Linked DNA regions of Mus musculus: region 2 is linked to region 1. A link is a contact called in public HiChIP or PLAC-seq data. All regions are on one chromosome and are shown on one strand. Each heading gives the region's core, a stretch centred on a gene start, on an enhancer-like site or on the middle of the called end of the contact. The rest is flanking DNA. Distances are from core to core; before and after follow the strand shown. Region 1 overlaps Arpc2 (actin related protein 2/3 complex, subunit 2). Region 2 overlaps Pnkd (paroxysmal nonkinesiogenic dyskinesia).

Region 1 (2,977 bases), core at 58-2,557:
CTCATTGCATTCAACAGCTGTCTAAAGGTGTATGAATGTTCTCATATTCAATGAACTCTCTAGACAGTGTTAAAATAAACAAAACTGTGTTTTACGTTCCATCTAAAAACCCTCAAAATCCATTACAGGTTAATAAGGCCCTTCACGCCCAACCCATTCCTTTTCTTGGTGCTGCCAGAGGCCAAACCCAGAGCCTTGCAGAAGCTCAATAAACTCTTCCCCATGGAGCTGTGCCCTCCCAGAGAAGCCACTCTTAAATAGTTTTGCCACTCTTAAATAGTCTTTAGAATTATCTCAAGTAAAGGCCTCAAAATAGTTCAGTGAATAACTTCCTAATATTTCTAGACTTAATCCTCACCTACAGAATCTGGTAACAGTGTGAATCCCAAAATGTGAATTCTTGACCACACTTGTTTACAGAGAAAAGCAGGCACTGCCCAGTGTAATAACTAAGTGGTAGCGAGCTTTTACAGAAGAGGAACTTCTGCAAAGGGACCAAGGTCACAGACTCTGTTGGTGGCAGGTCAAGTTCTGACCTGCAGGTGTTGCAGATACCACTTCTCCTAAAACCCTGGGGTGTAAAGGAACATTGGCAAGCTCCCTCTGAGCTACAATCCTACACCACTGATACTTGAAGGAAGGGAGTATCACACACGGGGAAACCAAAGGCCCCCAGGTTCACCAAGTCGATATTCTGAAATCTATAAAGTATTTAGAGGCACGTTTATACCACTTTTAATTCCTTTGTTCTTTCTTCTTTAAAAAAGCTATTTTTTAAAAACTTACTATTATCACGTGTGTGGCTGCTGGCGCCAAGTGTAGAAGTCAGAAGACAACTTCTAGAAGTCAAGTTTTCTCCTCCCACCATGATTCCAGGGACTAAACTAAGGTCATCAGGTTTGCAAGTCAAGAGCTTTCACCCACTGAGCCACTGAAGGCCTTCTCTGTTCCTGCATATCCCTTGAACATTCCCTGCTACTTTGCCAAGACCAACCTCACTATGTAACCCACACTGGCCTCGAGCTCATGATCCCCCTGCCCCCGCCTCCCACTGCTGGGCTCACAGCTGTGTACAACTGTAGCACACTGTCACTCACACTTCCTATCTTGATTCACCTTTACATCTGTGCCTCTTTTTAGCAGTCGGGAGAAGAGGAAGGTGATCTACCTACTTATAACTTTTAAACCTGCCTACTGAGCAGCAGAGCATTCTGCTTTTAAAAAGGGACTATGAAACAGTAACGAGCTTCCTGTGGTTATCACAGGCTGGTCACTGTTTAACCAACCTAGGGAGTCAATTACTGCTTACTCCACTCCCACACTGGGAATGTTATTTCCTCCACCCACTTGGGCTCTTTGGTCTATGTGTGAGCTAGGAAAACAGCAATGTGTTCCAGAGTTGCACTAGCAGGCCAAACACAGGATAAAATGAGTCTTAATAAATCCAAGCCATGCTGGGTCGCAAGCTGCAGCAGACCAGCTTCTTGTCTTCTGAAAAAATTCCCTTAAATTCCCTCTGGTTACTCCCCTTCCTTCAGCAAATCAAAAGCACCTGAACAAAAAAGGGCTCAGCTCCCTGAAGATCTTAGAACTCTTGATTTTAGAGCAAACTTTACAAAGTTCTACATCACATTCCTCAATACACAGCCTTTCAGAAATCTGAAGCTGTTCAAAAGCTACCACTTTCAGAATGAGAAATGGCTGCATCTTCACGTAGCAGATTAAGGAGAGTCTAGTTTGTTAAAATGGATTCAGGAACTGAGTCATACTTCCTGCTTTGAGACCCAACCACAATGTGCAGGCAGGCACTGGTGTAACAGCATTTTCTCTCTTCCATAAATGGCTTGCCCCAGAGCAACTGCAGTTCAACAGGAACCAAGCCTTCTACTCTAGCTACCAAAGCCAGGGCACAAGGCCTGGACAGCCCTGTGCACTTCCCTATGGTAGTTATAAGGAAGGACAGGTGGAAAGGTCAGCTCTAAAGAATATTAACTTTAAAAAACTTACAAGACAGTTACTTATGCTTCCCTTTTGGAATGGAAACCAAGATTATGACGTTTAATACACATAAATTCCAAGCTGCCTTGATAAGATTCTAAATATGGACCAGAACCTGTCTTATTGTTACTGTAACTATTTTTGTTAAGAAATATTCTCTGTTATTTCTGGAGGACTGTTTCGTTTTCACTATTTTGCACAATCTGTCTAGCCTGAATAATTTGAAAAGATAAGATTCCCGAGTTGGGTATGGTGGTACATGCCTATAATCCTAGTACTTGGAAGATGAAGGCAATCAGGAATTGGAGGCTTTCCATCCAGCCTGAGCTATGTGAGACCCTTTTTAAAAAACTTCTAAACTTCGCTTAGGAAATATCATTATTGCTCCAAGATAAAACCAAGCAAGCCAAGAGGCAATATCTCTGAAAAACATTTTTATGGGGAATGGAGTTGGAAGCCCCTGTTAGCTGTATAAAGAAGCCTCTGTTTGTAAGGGGGATGTGGCCCTCACTGAAGGGCAAGGGGCCAACCAAAGGTAAAGCAAAAACAAGAGTCCCAAGGAAACCAATGTGGACCTTACCTCATCAGCTCCATGTGCCTGAAGTTCCTTGTAGAATTTCAAAGAAATACTGACCATCACTTTTGTTTTGTCTCCATTAGGATTTGAAATATGATAAAGGACGCCATCAAAATCTGTGAAAAAAGCAAGTAAGATTGCTCACTCTAGAAACAGGAGTAATCTACTATCTACCACAGGGCTGGCCAGGAGGAGAGCTCCAATAAGAGAGATTCAAGTAAAACAATGTTTATTTTTAGTTCATGGGAAGCCAACCAAAAATCTGCTATGGAATTGCTCCATGGCCCCCTCTTTGGTCTCTTTTAAAATTACAAAGCTATTTTTTTGTGTAACCATAGTTTATACTAAAGTAACGTTAAAAAACAAAACCCTTTCATTGTAACATGTTTCCAACAGAAAAAA
Region 2 (2,962 bases), core at 114-2,613, 72 kb before region 1:
GAACATACAGACAGCACCTGAAATCTGGAGACACAAGGACTAGACAGACATAGGTCAGCCAGGCATGGCAGCTTACACCTCTACTCCCATCCCAAACTTGGGAGGCAGAGGCACTTGGCCAGACGCATGAGAGGAGAGCCTCAGCAGACTGACAGGGTGTTACAAGAAGGGAACAGTGGCATGCTCTCCTGTCACAGTTCTTGCCTTGGGGTTCGGGGACAAGGACTGAGCAGGGACAAGTGGGCTTGACCTTCAAGGGACACAGCCTGCTGGGATGGAGAGGATAGAGCATGCCCAGATGAGGAACTGAGAATGAATGGAAAGACTTCTGTCTTCATAAAGTAATTATGATACGTCATACTGTGGAAGGTCACAGGAGACTTAAAAGGTATAAGAAACAAAGTAAGTGACACCCAGTGACCTATGAACCAAGTTTCTGTCTTGACTTTCCTATAGCTCTGATAAATACCCTGACAAAAAGCAACCTAGGGGAGGAAGGGTTCCGTTCGCTTTGGCTCAGGTTACAGGTTTGCAGGTTATAGTCTGTTGTCCTGGGGAAGTCAAGGCAGGAATTAATCTTGGTGACCCTGTCTCAAAGGAAGTAGGAAGTGATCCTGAGGATTACGCTCAGACCTACGCACACACACACACACACACACACACACACACACACACACACACACACGCACACGCCAAAAGACAGAGGGGAAAACTTGGATAGTTACTTCAAGGCTAGGTTGGTTGGTTGTGACTGACAGTCTGTGTAGCCCAGGCTGGACTATAAATCAGGGTCCACTTCTGTCTCACCTTCCCAAATGCTAAGACAGCGGGCAGAGCCACCATGCCCCCTCTCCCATGAGGTCTTCAGAGATGCAGGTTGTCTTCATTTCTGCTCTGCCATCCCCAGTGTTCTGAAACATCCCATTATTGGTGGTGGTGGTGGCAGCGGTGGTGGTGTAAATAAGTGTGAATCCGAATATGCATGTGTAGGTCAGAGGACAACTTGTGGGAGTCAGTTCTTCTCCATGGGATCCTGCGATTGGATTTAGATTGTCAGGCTGGCCCTGCAAGTGCTGTTAGCAGTTGAGCCACCTTGGCCACCCTGGAATATTCTTTTAAACTGCTTCATGATGAACACTGCAGATGCACTAGGTCCTTTTTAAGGACAATGGAAACTTTTCAAGAAAGTCCCAGTCTCTCTCTCCTGTCTTCTTACCAGATATGTGACCTGCAGCCACTGAATTGATCTCTCGGTATGGGGTGGTGTGAGAGTCAAGGGTTCTTCTATTTAAAGGACTGAGAACAGTGCCTGGCACATGTGTGCTATATAAATATTTGCTATTATTATCTCATGGCAGGAACTGCATCGAATTCCTGGGTCTAACCAAGACCCACCCACTAGGGCTGGAGAGGAGCTAAAGGCTGAGCTGTTGAAAGAAGAATGGGCAAAATAGAAATTAAGGAGGAAAACTAGGGAGTGGTTAGAGAGAATGGCCATGCAGGAGCTCAGTCTGTGACCGTCAGATGGGGAGCATGGCAGCAGGCAGGCAGGTACGGTGCTGAGGCAGTGGCTGAGAGTTTACATTCTTGTCAGCAAATAGGAGGCAAAGAAAAGTCTGGAAAGGACTGGGCTTTTGAAATCTCAAAACCTGCCCCTACACACCTCCTCCAACAAGGCCACACCTCCTAATCCTTCCCAAACACTTCTATCAATGGTAACCAAACATTCAGATATATGAGCCTATGGGGCCTTGCTCTCATTCAAACCACCACAAGCATCCTCCTGTTTGTCCCATGAGTGGGATTTATAAGGCCATACATTTTAGAGTCTTGGCTCCAAGTCCAAGGGGAGGGGAGGGGAGGGGAGGGGAGGGGAGGGGAGGGGAGGGGAGGGGAGGGGAGGGGAGGGGAGGGGAGGGAAGGGAAGGGAAGGGAAGGGAAGGGAAGGGAAGGGAAGGGAAGGGAAGGGAAGGGAAGGGAAGGGAAGGGAAGGGAAGGGAAGGGAAGGGAAGGAGACCTGAAACCTTGGTGTCCCCATGCTGGGCTAGTTTTCTTTTTTTTTTCTTTTTTTTTTTTTTTTTGGTTTTTGGTTTTTCGAGACAGGGTCTCTCTGTGTAGCCCTGGCTGTCCTGCAACTCACTTTGTAGACCAGGCTGGCCTCGAACTCAGAAATCCACCTGCCTCTGCCTCCCGAGTGCTGGGATTAAAGGCGTGCGCCACCACGCCTGCCTAGTTTTCTTTTCCTGGGGATCTTGTAGTCTTCCTAGTGACTGAATTGCTCTCCTGTTCCCCACTCATTGCTTTTGGCTTTGTTTTTATAGATTTACCTTCTTTCATTGGGACCCTCGCCACAGCCTCCCCTCCCCCATAGGAGGCTCTCTCTAGCTCCAGATCTTCCTAACCCATGAATCTAAATGTGCCCATCTCCTCTGGAAGATGCTGCAGGGCACTTATTCTCTGTGGACTAACAGGCTAGTTCCTAGAAGAGGCCTCCTCTACCCTGACTCTGGTCTAGGTGATGTCCCCTAGCTACATGCACTTCTCTGTCATGTCCTCAGCAGGTTGTGGGGGACACCTGGAGTTCCTTATGGGGAAGGGGGTGCTAGGCTGCATCCCCTCTTCACTCTACTTCTCACTTGGTGCCTACTCTGCTGGCAACTAAAATAGTGTTTTTCTTTCCTTTTTTTTCTTGAATATTTTATGTATTTACATTTCAAATGTTGGCTGCAAAGATGGCTCAGCGGTTAAGAGTACTGACTCCTCTTCCAAAGGTCCTGAGTTCAAATCCCAGCAACCACATGGTGGCTCACAACCATCCGTAATGAGATCTGACACCCTCTTCTAGGGTGTCTGTCTGAAAACAGCTACAGTGTACTTACATATAATAAATAAATAAATCTTAAAAAAATACATTTCAAATGTTATCTCCTTTCCCTATTTCCCCTCTGGAACGCCCCTCCCC

What was found. HiChIP or PLAC-seq counts read pairs in DNA pulled down with a chosen protein or histone mark.
Region 2: an HNF4G HiChIP or PLAC-seq map of pancreatic cancer cells shows a contact between it and region 1. The contact joins two enhancer-like sites. A contact is called at or near these places in 2 of 39 promoter capture datasets (the HPC-7 cell line and pre-B cells), 6 of 484 Hi-C or Micro-C datasets (CD4 T cells, the N1E-115 cell line, embryonic stem cells and 3 more), 9 of 115 datasets of contacts at active chromatin or transcription factors (the 230-238 cell line, CD8 T cells, the HPC-7 cell line and 4 more) and 3 of 9 other capture datasets (adipose tissue, liver and pancreatic islet).

Annotation. Positions count from the first base shown.
Region 1 is chr1:74,247,846-74,250,822 of GRCm38.p6, reverse strand. Arpc2 (actin related protein 2/3 complex, subunit 2) reads right to left here. Exons shown (of 10, transcript NM_029711.2): 3 at 2,579-2,691. Among named protein-coding and RNA genes, the nearest start is that of Arpc2, 13 kb to the right of the region's middle. Within about 2 kb of position 1,307, at least 247 of the 459 cell types and tissues checked have an H3K27ac peak or open chromatin away from gene starts, as enhancers often do. A contact at or near this core is called in pancreatic cancer cells, where this site is marked.
Region 2 is chr1:74,319,967-74,322,928 of GRCm38.p6, reverse strand. All of the region lies in intron 2 of Pnkd (paroxysmal nonkinesiogenic dyskinesia), which reads right to left. Among named protein-coding and RNA genes, the nearest start is that of Tmbim1, 17 kb to the right of the region's middle. Within about 2 kb of position 1,363, at least 7 of the 459 cell types and tissues checked have an H3K27ac peak or open chromatin away from gene starts, as enhancers often do. A contact at or near this core is called in pancreatic cancer cells, where this site is marked.